Linked DNA regions of Mus musculus: region 2 is linked to region 1. The links are chromatin contacts, called in public HiChIP or PLAC-seq maps. All regions are on one chromosome and are shown on one strand. The core of a region is the stretch at or near the end of the contact, and the rest is flanking DNA. Distances in the headings are between cores, read along the strand shown.

Region 1 (2,982 bases), core at 108-2,607:
TATGAAACCTGAGGCTCTATTTTTGGCTTTATGTATTTTTTTTTTTTGTGGGAAAAACTACCCCTTAAAACTTTTCATGATGATGTGTGTATGTGTGTGAGTATGTGTGTGTGTGTGTATGAGAGAGATAGAGAATGTGTATGTGTAAGTGTGTGCACATGTATAGACTAATAGAACAATTTTCAGGAATTAATTCTCTCCTTTCATGTGGCTCCTGGGCCTTGAGTTTACATCATCAGGTTTGGCAGGAAGAACCTTTACCCAGTGAGCTATCACAAAGGCATCTTAGCCATTTTAAAATTAGTTTTAATTGGAAAATACGCACAACACAAAATTTGGTGTGAACTATTCCATTGCTATTCTTCCATCCTTAAATTCCATTTCAACTATTTTCATCTTCTCTACTTAAACAACTGTGTCTTGAGACAGTCTCCCTATTTAGCCAGGTTGGTCTCAAGCTCAAGATGCCCAGCCCTAGGCCTTTTATGTGAGGATCCGGATCCATTGAACAACTCCTCCAGCCCCTAGCAAGCACCACTCCACTCTGCCTTCATGCATTTGACTGCTTTAGGATCCACATGTAAGGAGATCTTTCTCTGACCAGCTGATCTCATTTAGTATCATGACTATAACTTTCCATCACCATCCCAGCAGATATCAGGACTCCCTGCATTAAGACTACTATCTCTTTGGAAGTGTGAATCACAGACTTTAAAGGCATGATCTCTAAAGCCTTTAATTCCAGAACATTCCCATGTTGAGCCTGAGAAGAAGTCTGCTGTGAGTTCAAGGATGGCATAGTTTTAATTTCCATTTTCCAGTTCATTGGGAGCATGTACTCAAGTCAGAGGTGGGACTGGTAATCACTCTGCCTCTGCCTTTCCAGGGCTAGAATTAAAGGCACGTCTCACCGTGCCCTACCATGTCCACCTCCTTTTTAGCCTTTGAAGAACCACCACACCACTGTTGATAGGCAATCCCTTGACAGTGAACAAAATCTTGCTTTTTCCACATCCTCTCCAACACTTGGAATCTTCTGGCTCTGTTTATGGTTTTGATAGTAGCCATCTTAATGTGCTGTAATTCCATTTTGACTGACGTGCAGGGAATGTGAGATAAGATTTAAACAATGTAGCCGACTTTCTTGTACTTTTGTGAGACTTTTCATGAACAAGTTGTTAAACATTTAAACAAAATAACTAAAAGACATCGTAAAGAATTGGATTTTTTTTTAGTTACCCTTGCTCTGCTGTCTGGAGAGGAAGTTTAAAAAAACAAAAGGACTTGCAAAGGACGGTAGGGGTTTTCCCTGTTGGTTCCAAGTCAGCAGAATAAAATGAGCCCAAGAGGCTGTAATGTGTTGCGCTGTATTCTCCTGCGTGTGTTTAGTGCAAATGTTCTAGATGTCTCTAAGGTGCTTTTGTGTGTTTCACAGTTTGCATATCTTCACTACGCAACTGCCTGGCCAGAGCAGATAAGCCCCAGAAGGAAGAGTGGAAGGGGTGGTGGTGGGATGGGGGCAGGGTGTCTTCCCAGGAACTGGGTAACAGAATAGGGAATCGAAGCGCTGCTAACCCTGGACAAAGGCAGAAAGAACAAGAATGAAGAGGAAGTCAGGCTGCGCTCCCCCCTCCCCTCCTCCCCCTCGCCCCTCCCCCGCCCAGGCCCGCCACCAGCTGATTTCAGCGTCAGCTGTTTGGTTTGAAGCCTACTTCCCCTTCTAAACTGCTGATGCCCTTGCTCTACAGCAGGGAAGAGCCAACCCTGCCATGCTAATCTCTGACTGCCCACAACCCCCCTCCTCAGTTCTCCCTCCCCCATCCTCCCCCAGTCATACCTAGGCATTTAAAAACTACAGATTACTGAATATGTACTAATTATGAATGTCAAACAAGATGAAATAACTTCAGTCTTAAATACATTTTTATTACGAAAGTGTATTCAGAGCAAAGTTGCTCTCTTCCACATGCTGTAACAGGGATTCAGCAATTTAAAACTGTTTGCTTAGCACAGGGCCTTCATTGACTGTAGAAAATTCTTAAAATTTTAAATAATTTTGAAACTATAATAAACTAATATGTACAATAAGCTCAAAGTCACTCCATTTTTTTTAATTATTTTTATTTTTGACATGCTCTGACAGGTCTAAACTATGCCATCCAAGCTAGGTATGCTGGTCCATACTTGTAACCACAGTGCTTGGGGTGTAAACAAAGTGAGTTTCTGTCTCAAATACGCAAACAAACAAAAACAGCAAAACAAAGAAAATCATCTTTGGTGTGTGGTCGCCCTTATTAGTTTCCTTCTAAGTTGTGAAGACTTTGATAGCTGCCAAGCCTTCACTTTGCCCCAGGCGTGGAGCACTCTGTAGAGCTGAGCGGGAGCCTGGGTTGGGTCAGACTGGTTCGATCTGGGTACATGGGGGAAATGACTGGCTAGAATGCGGCCTAGACTAACTCACTGCAGAACAAAGTCTAGACCACCCAAGACACACTGACCTCTTCTGTCACCCATTCTTCTTCAGCAAGTGGTCCTCAGAAGGAACCCCCAAAGGGAGGGAGCCTGGTATTTTTTATAACTACTTAGAAAGATATTTAGGAAACTTTGCTAATCTAGTTTTGTGACTAAGTCTAAGAAATGTCCACAATCTGGTAAGAAGGGCTGGTACGATGATGATTCAGTGGTAAAGATAAAGGGGCTTGTTTTGCAAGGCTGACTACCTTGGGTTCAATCCCGTGTAAAGATGAATGGGGAAAAAAAAAAAAAAAAAAAAACTCCACAAAGCTGTAGTCTGACACACACACACACACACACACACTAAATAAATAAACAATTTAATTTTAAAAAATTAAAAAGACATGTCCACAATCATAGTGTGTCTTTTTGCCACTTCCACAAACATGCAATTAATAAAATAATGTATGCCTACCAAGTGCAGATGGAGCCAGCTTCTCCAATTGTTTTTGAGAATTGTGCCAAGTG
Region 2 (3,091 bases), core at 509-3,008, 580 kb before region 1:
TTTTAAAAAAATCAAGTGTGCCTAGGGCACTTTTACATAAAGAATACCATGTTATCCTACCAAACTTTCTGGGCAGAAACATAAAAACTCTGACTGTTTAAAGTGGGAACAAAAAAAAAGTAATTAAAGTTTAAAAAAGTAATAAAAATTACATAGAAACTTATATATGGGATCCTAAACTGATAGAATTAGTGCCCTTTTAGTAAGTGACCCAAGTGTGGTGGCACACTATAGTCCCAGCTATTCAGGAGACAAAGCTAGGAAGATAGCTCTGGCCCAGGTGATTAATGATGGGCCACATAGCAAAATGCTTTCAAAAAATAAACAGATTAGTAAGTAGATGCTATAAAGCCAGATATAACACAGAGAAAAAATGCATTGTTCTACAAGCCAAGAATCTATTACCAGAAACCAACTGTGTCAGGTCTTAATGAAGTATATCCAGCCAAGAGCATCACAAGAAAACAAACGTCTGTTGTTTAAGCCATTCCAGAGGATGGCACTTTGTTGTGGCAATCTAAGCAAGAGCCCTGATACAGCACTTATTTTATAATTGATGAAAACTCAATCACAGCCCTAGATTTCACACTCAAAACACAATAAAGAATTGTGGACTTGAATGAAAGACATGCTTTGAAGAAATGCTCAAGTTCAGAAATGTAACGTAACACAGTGGTATACTTTATTTACCTGAAGGTTCAACTCTAATGTTAGGAAGTTAGATTTATTGTTGCTTTCTTAATAACCCAGTCATCTCACGTGTAAAAGCATATTGCATTCAAGTGTCTGGGGCTATTTTCAGGAATCAATACTTGTTCCTTAGCAGTTGCACAGTAGCAGACAATTGCATAAAGAAGCTGTCTGTCTTTATTTACACAATGTATTTTTGTATTCACTAGGCCAGAAAGAATAGTTCTGTGTAGCAGCTGCCATTGTATTTTCTGCTTATCTCAGTCCTGTCTGCCACTGTTATAATTCACCAGCTGACACCCGCCTTGGCAGAAACCACGGGCAGTAATTTCATGCCAAGCAACAACGAAGCTCTGAACTCTGACACAATTCATCTTAGTTCTAGTTAGTAAAGGGGATTCTTTGGATCTTCCCCCACTTCTGTTGAAGCATTTGTGGCTGTAAAGGGGGAGGGGAGGGGGAGGGAGAGAAGATGGGGGATGCAATGGAAATGTACACTGGGGAACAGTTGCTGCTCTGTCTGGAGCAGGGGAACAGTGTCACTGGAAGACAGAGTCACTTGTGAGGGATGAAGACTGGATGTCCAGATAATGACATTCCTGCTTGTTTGGTTTTACAGAGTTGGAAGGATATGAGAGCACATTTGGTCTCCAAAAATACACTACTGTTCAACTCAAATGATTTGGAGGTTCAAAGTGTAATTTCTGGCACTTTCTGATTTAGGAAGCTTGAATTCAGGCATGAAGGCACTTGATTGTAACCATAAAAAATAGCCTTGTTTTGGTTGTGAATGCTTGATAAATAAAATGGAAAACTGCACGTCTTCAAGTTAATTTCTATACTCCCAATGGCCGTGGTTCACGTGGGTTTCATTGCAAGCAGATTAATTTTTAGTCTGAAAATCACCAGTAGCCAGCCAATCACATTTCGAAATCATGCCTTTTAGAAGTTTTGAAATATATTTTTAAAGCACACGTCAGAATCCCCTAGGTTTCCCACAATCTACTGAGAGTAAGAACCGTACTTTCCACACCATTTCCTGATAACTTCATGTGACACACAGTACCACATGAATTGCAGAAGTGAGATGACAGACTAGGTAACCACTCTTTTAAATGTCACCTTGGCCTCAGGTACCCTCTCATGTCAGCCAAACATAAATATCAGGCTAGAACTGTGATGGTATGGCTTTGTATTTCCCCCTTTAAATTCTGTGTATATACAGAGAGAGAGACTGATTAAAAGAAACTCTAATGAGGATATTGCTTCAAATCTCACTCAACTTTCTATCCTCTCACTGATGAATCTTAGCAAACTGAGGAGCCAGTTCTGTTGACAGCATTTTGAAAAAGAAAGCATAAGGGTCACATTTGATTACACTCCTGCTATTTCACTAATGACACGGCAGAGAAAACATTGTATTCAGCCGGATTTCATGTCTCAATACTACCTGGTGATGCTAATTAAATGAAAAAGAATAATTCATCAAAATTTAAAATAAAATTGCATCATGTCATTTATCTCTAGAGAAACAATGGGTCAAAATCATTGATGGCCAAAAAGAAGATTATTTTCGTATGTTTTGCTGATCACAGTTTTTACATCACAGCTTTCAACAAAGTCAGATTCTCCTAATGAAGCATATTTTCAAGAAGCAACTGAAAGATGTGTTCTCTTGAAAAGCTAATTTCTGTCTTGATACACATAAACTGAGGGGTCTTGTGTTCTCTAAAGGAGAGGAAAACCTTTATCAAAATTATAAAAAAAGATATCAGCTAAATAAACTCAGTAAGATCTCAAAAACTTTGTAGGATTTAGCTAATTAACTTAAATCAGTTGATATGTCTGATCAAAAATGATAGCTATGAAGAGGACAGATTGGAACTTGCAAGATAGCCAACTAGACCAACTCATAGTGTCTGATAGACCAAGTCAAGACCTTAAATTAAAAGAGATAGGCTCAAATTTCCATCTTAAGCCAGCCGCCAGAGAGAGATGAAGAGGCTGGTCTTCTGATTAGGAAAAGATCAGTAAATGGATGGTTCCTCACTGACATCTCTCAGATATGGCCTCCATGGCAATGTGGGAAACCCAGTCATGCATAGCCATAACTGGTCTTCTGCACAACCCAGGCTATAGACACACATAGTTGACATTTTGTGGCTATCCTTACAGTGTCCTTTTAATCTCTTCCAAATTTGCTTTGATCATTGCTGTCTACCTGCTGGCCTGTAAACATGTGAATTGTGCACCATTATCAAGTATTTCTACATATTTCACTCGCGGAGAGGAAACAGCCTTGTTTGAGCTATCTGTGCTATGCATACCAAGTGATAGTTTATACACTGTGATAGTTTATACAATGAATTTCAAAACATTTCTTCCTTTTTATAATGAACGC

What was found. HiChIP or PLAC-seq counts read pairs in DNA pulled down with a chosen protein or histone mark.
Region 2: a contact with region 1 is called in an H3K27ac HiChIP or PLAC-seq map of bone marrow-derived dendritic cells, with 7 times the contacts expected there. The contact joins two enhancer-like sites. A contact is called at or near these places in 1 of 484 Hi-C or Micro-C datasets (macrophages) and 1 of 115 datasets of contacts at active chromatin or transcription factors (bone marrow-derived dendritic cells).

The regions. Positions count from the first base shown.
Region 1 is chr10:37,230,771-37,233,752 of GRCm38.p6, reverse strand. No RefSeq gene overlaps it. Among named protein-coding and RNA genes, the nearest start is that of Gm26535, 87 kb to the left of the region's middle. Within about 2 kb of position 1,357, at least 167 of the 459 cell types and tissues checked have an H3K27ac peak or open chromatin away from gene starts, as enhancers often do. A contact at or near this core is called in bone marrow-derived dendritic cells, where this site is marked.
Region 2 is chr10:37,810,633-37,813,723 of GRCm38.p6, reverse strand. No RefSeq gene overlaps it. Among named protein-coding and RNA genes, the nearest start is that of Gm46220, 250 kb to the left of the region's middle. Within about 2 kb of position 1,758, at least 59 of the 459 cell types and tissues checked have an H3K27ac peak or open chromatin away from gene starts, as enhancers often do. A contact at or near this core is called in bone marrow-derived dendritic cells, where this site is marked.